2 separate regions of the Mus musculus genome follow, and region 1 is linked to region 2. The links are chromatin contacts, called in public Hi-C maps. All regions are on one chromosome and are shown on one strand. Each heading gives the region's core, a stretch centred on a gene start, on an enhancer-like site or on the middle of the called end of the contact. The rest is flanking DNA. Distances are from core to core; before and after follow the strand shown.

Evidence for each region. A called contact is a pair of places that touch in the nucleus more often than the background predicts.
Region 1: a Hi-C map of the N1E-115 cell line shows a contact between it and region 2, with 2.5 times the contacts expected there. The contact joins two enhancer-like sites. A contact is called at or near these places in 4 of 484 Hi-C or Micro-C datasets (the N1E-115 cell line, Sertoli cells, cortical neurons and 1 more) and 2 of 115 datasets of contacts at active chromatin or transcription factors (DN3 thymocytes and the SCID.adh cell line).

The regions. Positions count from the first base shown.
Region 1 is chr4:15,039,778-15,046,080 of GRCm38.p6, reverse strand. All of the region lies in intron 5 of Necab1 (N-terminal EF-hand calcium binding protein 1), which reads left to right. Among named protein-coding and RNA genes, the nearest start is that of Gm11844, 20 kb to the right of the region's middle. Within about 2 kb of position 3,725, at least 3 of the 459 cell types and tissues checked have an H3K27ac peak or open chromatin away from gene starts, as enhancers often do. A contact at or near this core is called in the N1E-115 cell line and the SCID.adh cell line, where this site is marked.
Region 2 is chr4:14,965,733-14,971,821 of GRCm38.p6, reverse strand. It overlaps Necab1 (N-terminal EF-hand calcium binding protein 1), which reads left to right. Exons shown (of 13, transcript NM_178617.4): 10 at 5,804-5,916. Among named protein-coding and RNA genes, the nearest start is that of Gm11837, 38 kb to the right of the region's middle. Within about 2 kb of position 4,296, at least 25 of the 459 cell types and tissues checked have an H3K27ac peak or open chromatin away from gene starts, as enhancers often do. A contact at or near this core is called in the N1E-115 cell line and the SCID.adh cell line, where this site is marked.

The DNA.
Region 1 (6,303 bases), core at 2,476-4,975, 75 kb before region 2:
TTGTTTATTTTACTTGCCACAATTGCCCTAAGCCCTGTAAAGGTCCTCACAATTTAAATTTTCTTCTGGTATTAAATAAATGTAGTTAAGGGAGCATCCATACAGCAAAAAAGCCAAAAACTTCAGTTCCTTGTAGAAAAAAAAAACGATTCTAAGTTCTAGAAGCTTTCCAGTTTTTTTAATATGCATGTAAAACAAGCATGTAATCTTTTATATTTTTACACAAGCATGCACTAAAATCCCGTTCTTTATCTTCTGCTAATACAATGAAACCTTGTGGCCTTTAAACCGAAGCCAACCTTTTACTTTCACATCTTAAGTTGAATTCTTTTTTTTCTTGGCTTTGAGCCTTAACATGTGTTTGATTTATATAATACTGCTTAATCCATGAAAACACTTCTTTCTAAAAGAAAAGATAAAACAGTAGAAAATAAAATTAGAAATCATATCTTAGTATGAAAGCTTAAAGATGGTTGAAATGAAGGCATCCCAACACCCTTCAAGGCACAGGCGACCTGTTATCTCTTCCGTGTTGCCAGCATGGGGAAGTCTGCTAACTGACAGCCAGCATTTCTCTTCTAGAAACCTGGTATATTTTTATCCAGATGAAACAGTACTGTCTCAGTAGGACGGGCTGACATTCCTGGCTTTTAGGAAAAGTGAAATACAAGCCATCAATGCGATCTCGACTGGCAGCACATCTGTTTGCCATATCAGAGAAAAGACAAATGAGTTCTGACTGTTTAACTCAAGGCCCAGGAAGTGAGTCAGGGCAAATACAGTATACCATGGCCACTGTAAAATTACACTGAAGCCAAAGTTTATCATATGCTGGTATGCAATATGTGATATACCCTCTTTGTTGATTGATAACATTTAGAAGGTTATTCAAGGCTAAAATGAAGAATAGTATTTTTAAAATGATATTTAGGATGTGGTAGTTACCATATTGAATGTTGCTATGGGAATTGCTAAATATAAAATATGCTTATATAGTTTTTCATCTAGAATTTAATTTTAAGCAAGAATCTCTAGCAGTATATCTTTAATATTTGGAGAAATGAGTCTTGGTTTCTAGAAGGAGTTGGACCTCCTTCTTATATCTGCCTTTGGGGATACTCTTTCTCTGGCAACTCTGGACACCTTCACTTCAAACTTTCCCTATTTCTCGTATCCCCGTTTTCCTAGTTCTGAGCTTCTCTGAGAGATGTATTTCTCTCAATATTTAAATATTGTGATATATTCTGGGTTTATCATCAGTGCAAAAATGAATAGATATTCATGATTCTTAGATTTATCATTAAAATAAATCCCTCCTCTTTTCAGAAAAAAATAGGGGAACCGAAGAGATGTGTCAAATATTAAAGCACCCCTGGGCTCATAGAAGACAGGCATGTCCATCCTTTGTTGTTCTATTGTTACCATTTACATGGTTTTTGAAGTAAAGTGGAAGTGAATTCTTGGAGTTCATGGTAAAGTATTTTCCAAACAGCTTATTTGACACCCCATTTTTCCTCGCTCGTTTTTATGTGAATGTGTGTAGTGAGGAGGAAACCATGGATAGCTCAGGCATGGGAAACAAGAGGGTCTCCAGGCCACACATGGAGCCTGAAGGAGAGAAGCTCTGACCCAGGTCTAAGCTCTACAGTCTTCTGTACTTAGCAAAAGGTAACAGTAGGCTCCTAGAGAGGATACTCAAGTAGATTGTCTATGGCATAGTCCTCACATTGGAGGCCCTTGTAAGCTTCTGCATAACTGCTGACCCAGAAGCTAAGCAAATCCTAGGCAGAAGACCCCACTACTTCTGACTGGACAAAGAGGGACAGATCTGAGGTGAGCAACAAGTGAGTGTGACCTTTGAGGTGATGTGAAGGTGGGAAAAGTGTTGAACTTACTGATACCATTTGTGAGGAGATGTGGGTAATTAATCCATGCAGAGATCACCAGCAAGGCGAAGGCTGAGTGGGTAGAGAACAGAGCTCATAGCCAAGGCTGGGCTGGCTCAGGACTTGGATTGCCTCTCCTTTGATAACTATGGCACTGGTACTTTCTTGCCATTGCTGAAGCCACACCCTATTCTGGTGGCTGATGTGACTCCCTATAGCCAAGTTACCAGATGAACACTTCTGACTCTTCCTTGCTGCTAGCACAATGCTTGAGTACCTATGAAGAAAATGGAGATGAGGGTGCTGAAGAGATGGCTCTGTGGCTAAGAGCACTTGCTATGCTTGCAGAGGACCTAAGTTCAGTTCCCAGCACCCATAACTTGACAGCTCATAACTCATAACTGCCTGTGTTCCAGGAGTCCCAGCACCCACTTCTAGCTCCACGGGCATCTTTACACAGGGGGCACACATACATGCATACATTTAAATACACTTAGAAGCAAAGATGAAGAATAAAGGCTATAACACAATGGAGCTTAGGAAAAACGGACTAATCAGCTTTTACATAGTTATTTAGAGTCTTCAGTATTCTTTAATGTGCACTATTCTTTTTCTCTTTAAAATTAATATTTTAAATTAGCATAAAAAGTAATGGTTTTCATTATGTATTACAGCACACTCTATCTTTTATCCGTTTCTCTCTGTCTTCCCCCTCATTCCTGTCCTGCTTTTGATGGTCACCGTCCTCCCCAAAAGTTCCACAAGTCCTCACTCCTCCTCTTTTCATATAACATGTAGTCTTAAAACAAAGGTTTCTGTAGTTAAAACACAATAAAGTAAACAGTACTACTTTTATGCAGCAAAAAAAAGAACAAGAGTGGAAACATGGGTGGCAGGGTGGGTGGAGCTTGAGAAAAGAGAATGAAGTATTGATATGATTTTACAACATTCATGAAAATTAGAGATCTGCATGGGGGCAGGTTAGCTGAATTTGTGGTCTCTCGTTTCTCCTGTGGTTTGTGCTAATCCTGAGCCTGGATTGGACAGCTCTCCAATGTCTATCTGAGCTGTCTTCACATCAGTAACTGCCTTCTGTACATACCAAGGGCCTCTGCTGGACACATTAGGCTGATGATTTTCCTACATCCCTGCCATCCAGTTTGTACCCCCACGGAGTGGCTGATATCCTAACTGGAAAGAGTCTTCTAAGTGCATTGGAAGTAGGAGAAAAAAACAAAGCACTATAAGCTATACAGGCAGAGCAGGTACTGTTGATCTTCCTACTGGAGGGATGCATTTGTAGGTGTCCAGTACTCCTGCCAAGCGCTGGAGTTTTCTGAGTCTACAGCCATGTGTGACAGGTGGCCCAGGGGCCAATCATCCCATGGGTCTCAAATTCAGGCCTATCAAACCCAGGGTTTGTCTCATCTGGGCTTTTCCCTGAGCACTGTCCTCATCTGAGCTTCCCACCACATGTTTTTCTCAGTGTCCAGTCCTCCTGCACTTGGCAGCTGTCTCTGAGACCTGGGATGGCAGCAGGTAAAATTCAGACTCCCTGACATGAGGTTCCTCTGCGTACTTGGTCCCCTGGAGGGGGTGCACAATATTTGTGTTATTGTTTCATCCCAAATGCTGTTGCCCAGTGACCCCCTCATAGAGCCTAACCCCTCTCTTCCTCTCCTTCTCTGCTGAGAAGGTGGAGCCCTCTCACCCCCAAATGCCCCCCCTCTGGTGCATCAAGTCTCGGCCAGATTAGGCTCATCCTCTGCCTCTGAGGCCAGACATCCCTGTTGGGAAACAGATACCACAATCAGGATACAGCTTTAGTGAGAGCCTCAGCTTCAGAAGCACTTAAAAAAAAAAAGATTTTATCTTAATATAGCAGCCTGCCAGTGCCCTCCAGTCAAGCAGAGAGAAAATGTGATTCCTCCCCACTGTCGAGTTCTCCCTCCAGTGGAATCGATGTCTTAGTAAAACCTGCAGCTTATGCACGCAGTTCCTACTCAATATTATCCACTGGGCAGCCACCCATCTAGACCTGTTTGTATTGGTTGTCTTTTTCTGCAGGTCACCTAGCCTAGCCCCTCTCAGTGCTTCTCAGAAGTGCTATATCACTGCTTTGTGGGGTTCTGGGAGCTCTCCAGGAAGTGAGTCTCTCTCTTTCTCTTGTGCTAACTCTTAACTGGATCACATGGAGACAACTTCTATTCCACCACCTTACTCAGAAGTTTTATTTGTTCTTGGTAGTATCCTAGTAAGGCATGCTACACAGATGACAATATTCCACTTCCAACGTGAGGAAAAAGCATCTCTCAGTTATTAATTGGCTTACTGAGGCCACAAAGATAGATTTAAACCAAGAAACCTTCACTTTCTCTTTATATACTTTTTAACATCTGTTTAGTTGTTCGTGCATATAGGTGTGTAGGTGTGTGGGCACATGTACGTGGTGATGCCCATGTTTGGATCACTGGACAATTTGAGGAGTTGTTTTTTTAGGAAACTAAGGCATCACATGCCTTCCCTCCATGAGCCATCTAATCAGCCCCCCTTTATAAATTAAGGTTTTTATAACTTCATATTTAACATTACAAATGTAAAATCATAACATGAATCACTATGAAAACCTTCTAGTGTTAGCTACTTTGGATTTATTTTTTAAATAATTGACCTCTTGAGTGTTCACCTGTGGAAAGATCTGGAGATGTCCAGCCTGTTTCTTATATTCTTCTCATGCACAGTTTTTACACAATTGAACAAGGAGTTTGGTGCAAGAAATTATGGACAGAAGCAATGATACTTCAATGCTTAAATAATAATTACTGAAATCAAAAGAAAAAGACACATAAGCAAAGTTCTAAGCAAAAGAATTTGTAGATTTCTATAGTTGGATATCATCAGAGAAGATTGAATGGTGTAAGTTGCATTTCCTGTCAGAGAGGTAATATTTAACCCTGGTGTAGTGCACATGCCTATGATTACAGAAGTAAGGGGCTGAGGCAAGGAGAGCATGAGCTCAAGGCAAGCCTGGGCTACAAAGTTAAAGATGTACTGACCTTTCAGCTTACAAGAAGCTGAAATATATCCCCATCCAAATATAGTGCTGTCAAGAACAACAAACACTAGTGGCCTCCAGTTGACATATTTTCCAGATAGCTAGCTCTATTTCTTGACTAATTCATTTTTTCATCTTTTCACATTAAACACCATGGTAACATCTGTAAATATTTTCACACACTAACTGTGTGAGAGTTGACTATCTTATTCCACTGGCAAAACTGTGTCTGCTAACATAGCTGAACAGCAGTTAACTTTTAGATACTTAACACACTTGAAAATGTGAAAATCCCAATTCTCCTTTGCTTTTCTATTCCTAAAGTTTTCCCCTCTGTTTTGTCATTTTTATATAAATTTTGTCACTGGTCTTTACTCTTTACAAGTGCCTTTCACTGGAGTTGTTGAGACTTGTACAAATCTCAAACTTTGTAATTTTGAGAGAACTATGTAGATTCATCTGTGTTCTTTTTTAAGGTACATGCATGTCTTAGTTGGGGTTTTACTGCTGTGAAAAGACACCATGACCAAGTTGTCTTTTAATTAAGACAACATTTAATTAGGACTGGCTTATAGGTTCAGAGATTCAGTTTACTATCATCAAGGCAGGAACCTGGCAACATCCAGAAAAGCATGGTACAGGAGATGCTGAGAGTTCTACATCTTCATATAAAGGCTGCTAGCAGAATACTGGCTTCCAGGCAGCTAGGATGAGGGTCTTAAAGCCCACACCCACAGTGACCACCTACTCCAACAAGACCACACCTTCTAATAGTGCTACTCCCTGGGCCGAGAATATAAACTGTCACAGTGCATTTCTGTTTATTCAACCTGACTTTTCTCTCTTACTAATTTTTTTACAGTATTTAATACAGATTCAAATGATTCCTTAGGTCAATCCATAGAGTTTATATTTGGTCTCTCATGAGCAGTGTTTTAGCGAATGACTATCTCAAGTGCCCTTGGCAACTCCACTGGCTACTCTCTTGAGTAGATGCTCCATCAGTAAAGTGGGGTTGGCTTCCTTTGTTGTGTTCTAGTCTTGAGCCCTGAGATCTGTTGCCACCATAGGCCTGTGTGTCTTCCAGGAAAACCAACAAGTCTCCATAGCCTTTCACTTCTCACATCTTCCTCCACTTTGCTAATCAGAAACTTGAAAATGTATGTGATGGTTTGGATATGCTCAGCCCAGGGAGTGGCACTATTAGGAGGTGTGGCCCTGTTGGAGTGGGTGTTTCACTGTGGGTGTGGGCTTTAAGATACTCCTTCTAACTGTCTGGAAGTCAGTCTTCCATTAGCAGCCTTCAGATGAAGATGTAGAACTCTCAGCTCCTCCTCCACCATGTATGCCTGCATGCTGCCA
Region 2 (6,089 bases), core at 3,047-5,546:
TAGGTCGTCACCCCTGTGCAGGATCACCTATCAAATATCTACGTTATGATTTATAACAGGAGCAAAATTTCAGTTATGAAGTTGCAATGAAATAATCCTATGGTTGAAGGTCACCACAACATGAGGAACTGTATTAAAGGACCACAGCATTAGAAAGGCTGAGAACCGCTGCTCTCGTCTGTAGCTGTGGTCACACAAGATCACATTCGAGTAGTTGCAACAGGAACACATGCATAAAGCCTGAAATATTCGCTGTGCGTTTACAGAAAACCTTTACAGGTCTTGTTCACATGGCAATCTCAGGGACAAGAGAGAGGAAAAAGATGAAACTAATGGTTCCTTGCATCCTTATTTGACATTGTAATGCAGCCACCTCTACAGCATTCAGTTAGCCAAAGCCAGTTAGAAAGCTCAACCAGGTCCGTGATGAGGGAAACAAAACCTGGAAACTTTGTGGGAAGCAAAAAAAGTTACATTCCAGGGGCCTGTAGTTCTGGAGTAGTGAAGGTCTTTGGCCGATTCCAGTGTTCATCCTACTGCATCATGTAAGCACTGCTTTCAAACAGAAAGTATTCTAGAGAAACAGGTGCATGCAGGTCTAGAGTTCACACCTATAGCTAAGATAGCCCCTGAGAGATGACTGACACAGCAAGACTTGCAGATGTCTATGAAGGAACATATCCATCTCCATGTAGTCGGAAATAATTCTATTGCATTTTAACATTAAAGCAATTTCCTGGGAGAGCCATACAAAGAGCTGAGAGTCCATCCAAAATCTTGGGAGATAGTCACAGGTTTGTTTCCTCTCTTTCTTGATCTCTGACCCAGAAAGTTGGATTGTTGAACTCAAGATGGCTATTACAGGAAAAATGGATCAATTCCATAAGATTGTTCCAATACTATTTTTTAAATGTTGTTTTTCCAGTATAAAGTCCACACAGTGATTCAGGGCCCATATTCTTTCATCCCTTGTTCCCAAGATAGGTTTTCCTCCTACCAACAGAAAAAAGAAATAAACAAACAAAACGAAAAATATGATGGCTCATATCCTTCATAGCTTTAAGCTCAAATGTGGTACCTAGGAATTCTGTTTGAATCTTTCAATTAAAAAAAAAAAGGCAACAAGTGATTGTACCTAAGTGCAGGGGAAGGTGTTACTGAAAGTCTCAGAGTCTGCCTGGAAAACAAGGAATGAGCACTGAGGGTCGACCATCTAATCTGCATGGGCACCTCATTTAGAACAACATATGCAGACCTGTGAGCGCCCGACTCGCCAGCAAGAACGACGCCACAATAGGATCCTTCTGCACACGTTTATTGGGAGAGCATTGACTGCATAGGCGAAAGACCCTGAGCCCAGAAATGGTGCTGCTTATATAGGCCTAGGAGTGACGTGTCCATACCTGATTGGTTATGCTACCAGTACCTCATTAACATGCATCGGGCCAGGCAGTGACTCGGCAAAAAAACTCTTATGCACATGCGCACATTGGTTGTTTACCCATAATCATGGGTGGTGGCCAGTGGTAGCCAGCGCCATCTTGTAATGGCGTTTGCGGCTTCCCACACAGACCTCTCTTACAAGGGATCCTCCAAAGCTCTCTATAGTTACTGCCTGGTTTAAATATGCTTAGCTCATGGGAAGTGGCACCATTAGGAGGTGTGGCCTTGTTGGAGTAGATGTGGCCTTATAGGAGGAAGGGTGCCACTGTGTAGGGCAAGCCTTAAGGGTTGTTTTTGTTTTTGTTTTTGTTTTGTTTGGAAAATGCCCAGTGTGGAAGACATCCTCCTCTGCTTGCCTGCAGAAGACAGTCTCCTGCTGGCTACCTTCGAATCAAGATATGGAACTCTCAGCTCCTTCTCCAGCATCATGTCTGCCTGCAGGTTGCCATGCTTCTTGCTATGATGATAGTGGACTGAACCTCTGAAACTCTAAGCTAGCCCAAATTAAATATTTGCCTTTAAAAGAGTTGCCTTGGTCATAGTGTCTCTTCACAGCAATAAAACTCTAATTATGACAATGCCTTAGCTCACAATCTGAGATCTATGCATATTATTAAGTCCTCTTTGTTAGGAATTGTTCTATGGAGGTCTGACAAACATGAGCTGTAGATAAAGTGAACTAAAAGGAAATAGAGAGACAGAAAGACAAAGACAGAAAGGCAGAGATCAAACTGGGCCATAAAGGCATAAATGGGGTGGGTGGATGAGAAGCACGCGTCCTTCACTGCTTGATTGCAACAATGAATTCAAGCTGAGAGACACCTTTCAACTAGGAAATTCTATGATTAGACACTGAGTCTCAGTTCCTGGAATAGCCTTGCAGCCCAATTGTTTCTGTGAAAAATGTTTTCCTGGATCATTAACCTCTGTGATCATCTGTAAAAGCCAACTGAAGAGCATCCCCTTCCTGGGGAACTGGGCTGGAATATACTATTCATAGCCTGTTGAGTGTTCCTATATTCTTGTCCACAATGTATTGTCAAATGTAGTTCTAACAGCAAAACAGCTGAAGAGTTTAATAAGTCATTGTCAATGCAATGCTGTTTCTCAAGAATCTGTTAGACTTCTTAACAACTTATATATAGTTAACTTCATGTGTGCACTAGTATCATTAGTCTTATTATTTTGCTAAGTCATTTAAAGACAAGAAGTGGTGTGTGTGTGTGTGTGTGTGTGTGTGTGTGTGTGTGTGTGCATGTGGCACTGGGGATTGAGCTAGGATTTGTGCATGCTAGGCCAGTGCTCTACTATGAAACATAGCCCTAGAAGTCAGTCTTTATCCATCACTGCAACTCAGAACTCAGCATGTAGTATTTACTAACATAAAATTAAAAAGCATATGTTGGTATGCTAGTTACTGCTGGGAAGACACACTATGACCTAGTCAACTTTTATAAAAGAAAGCATTTAATTGGGGGCTTGCTTACAGTTTCAGAGTCTTATTCCATTATCATCATGGCGGGGAGACTGGCTGCATGCATCGCAGCATACGTGGTGCTGAAGCAGTAGCTGAGAACTATGTCCTGATCTGCATGTCAGTCAAGAGGGTGGGGGGAGAAGGAGAGAGGCAGGGAGGGGCGAGGCTGATTGGTCAAAGCTCTTCCCCAGTGACATACTTCCTCCAACAATGTCACACACTATTTCAGTAAAGACACATTTTCTAACCCTAATTCTGTCAAAGAGGACCACTTCCCTTGGTGACGTTGTATGAGCCTAGGGGCAATTCTTATTCAAACCACCACAAGTATAGTTTCTACAATGCAATCAGTGTTTGACAAATAATAGCTATTTAACAAGCACTGAGAAATTGAATGGAATAGGGAACAGAAGATCAGGGGTTGAACTGTAGTCTCTATGCTACATGATTATCAGTATTGGACAAGTTTTGCTTGTATTCCATATAATTCTGGTGAGTTGTCTTTTAAATTTGATCTTGCATTTTTGTGAGGCTATGTTCATACTTTCTGAATTTTTCTCTCAATCCTGAGACCTATACTTCCATGAAAGGCACACAGGCAGAGCTCTAGGGAAGTCTTTAAACTGAAATTGTTATAATGGTAATGAGATTTGTTGGGGAAAGCAGTTAGTACCCAACCCATTGTGAACTATTAAATGGGTGTATTTAGCAAAATTTTTTGTTGCTGTGGCAAAATATTTGACAAAAGCAACTTAAGGAATAGTAAGAAAGACCTTACTGTTTAGTTGGCCTTTGAAGGTATACTGCACCATAGCAGAGAAGTAAGCAGCAGGACGTGGAGGTGGCTGGTTATATTGTGTCCACATCAGGAAGCAGAGACTAAATGTTGGTGCTCAGCTTGCTTTCACCTTATTCAGAACAGGACCACAGCTCAGAGAATGATGCCCACTACAGTTAAGCTAAGTCATTCCAGCTAAGTTAACCCAATACAGAAACTCCTTCACTGACCGTTTGTCTCTTAGGTGATTCTAGATCTGGTCAAGTTATTGGTATCAAACATCACAAAGGGTTACGGCATTCTGAATAGCACATGTTGTAAATGGGCAAAATATGATAGCCTATTGAGGTTTGGTCTCTTGCTGTATACTATAATGTTAAATACTGGCCCTCAAGGTCTGGTGGCTCTCAGGAACAAGGAGATCCTCACATAAACCAAGTGATGCTGTGTAACTGTTGTAGCCCCTGAATTACTGATGCTATCTCTCTGTGGTTAATTGCCCTGCTTCTTGGAAGCCTCACCAAAGAGACTCCAATGTTGTAGACAGTTTGCCTCTGCATATTTTCCCACAGAAGCCCTGCCCCTTCTGTGGCAAGCACAGTATGCAGGCAGCTGGTTTCTGCACTGTGTCCCCCTGCAGCAAACCCAGGGCTCCCTCCCTGTCTCTAGCCACTCTGAGGAAACCCAGCCCAGGCTAGGATGACACTGCCCATAAACCCCCCTTAATAAAACACCCAGCGGAGCCAGATGCTAGCTTGAGCTGGCCTCCCTGCCTCTGTGAATCTAGCCCTCCCTCTGAGAGCTCTCCAGGTGCTTGTCTTTGAGACCTTTAGAGAAATAAATTCAAAGAAGATTAAGGCCCCACGTTTAAATCATGGAGAAAAGGTAATCAGAGGTCACAGATAGTTAATGCCCAGCCATAAAATTAGTCCCTGATAACCCCACAACAGACACCGATTTATCCCCCTCCCAGCTTCAGTTCTGTCCCACCAAATGATTACAGCCCTCCACTCCCCTTTTCCCAGAGAATTCAGGGGATTCCTAACTATACTGTATATAAACCCAATGTTTTACAGACTCAGCATCGCATGCCTGCATTTACCCTGTGAGTGTGGGGCATGTGATCTAAGTCAAGACTTGAAACACTAAAAAGACTTTTGCAAGTTGCAGTTGAATTCACAATTCTTGGGCTCAGTCTGGGTTTCCCATGGACTCAGGGCATAACATAACCTTGCTCCCCAAGTTATCCCTGATTGGTCAATAAAGATGCCTACAGCCCATAACTGGACAGAAGAGAAGTAGGTAGGACTTCAGTTCCCAGGCCTGGAGTCTGAGGCAGGACCACTCTGACTGAGGAAGAGAAGGTGGAAAGAGAAGAAGATGCCATGTGGTAAGGGATCCTAAGAACTGTCCATGAGGGCTGGCCAGTTGGAATAAGTAGCCCAAGCCGAACATGGCAAGTCATATCTTGGGTTTATTTACAGGGAAGTAGACAAAATAGCCATGGAGGGTTAAAAGCTGCCCAGCACTAGTGCCGTTAAAGCTTATTGTAAATATGAGTTTTGTGTCTTTTATGTGGGAACTGAATTATCTAAGGCAGATTAGAAACCCCCCAATTAATATTAATATTTGCCACAATACCTTTTAAATCACTGGTGAAGCATTAGAAATGCATCAGTAAGCTCACATTCTTAAAAAGCAAATTTGTAGTAACCGCCCATTATCTGGTGTCACAAAATATCCAAGAAACTGAGCTATGCAGAGACCCATAGAAGTTCTCTTTAAAACTTAGCAGCTTTGGGGCAGTGGCAACGACTGCCCCATCAAATGCACTTCGGGAAGTTTTAAGATGCTGGTGCCTATGTTCTGCTACCTCTGCCCCACAGAGAGGTGATGCTGAAATCTCCTGGGTGATTCTAATTGGCTGTCTTGCTTTGAAAGAGGATCTGTCTCTCGCAAAGGGCACTTTGTTTAGCTTCCGTTGCTACATAGTTTCAGGCTTCTGTATCACTTCGGGTAGGGAATAGTTGCATCTTTCCCGGTTAAGTTTCTGGCTGGCAGTCCTGTGGGTGCCTGTGAGACAATAACCTCCCTTTCCTCCTCAGCACATCATGCTTGTGCAGCGCCAGATGTCTGTGACAGAAGAGGATCTGGAAGAATTCCAGCTTGCTCTGAAGCACTATGTGGAGAGTGCTTCAGCTCAAAGTGGATGCCTGCGGTGAGTGCTCATATGCAAGCCAGCCCCTCCCCCACTGCCAGCCTTTCACCCTTGGCAAAAGTGGGAGGTTTGATGGGGGTGGGGGGAGGTTCCAGAGCATTCTTCAGTATGAGGTTTTAGCTAGAGCAATAAGACAATTAAAGGAGATCAAGGGGATACAAATTGGAGAAGAA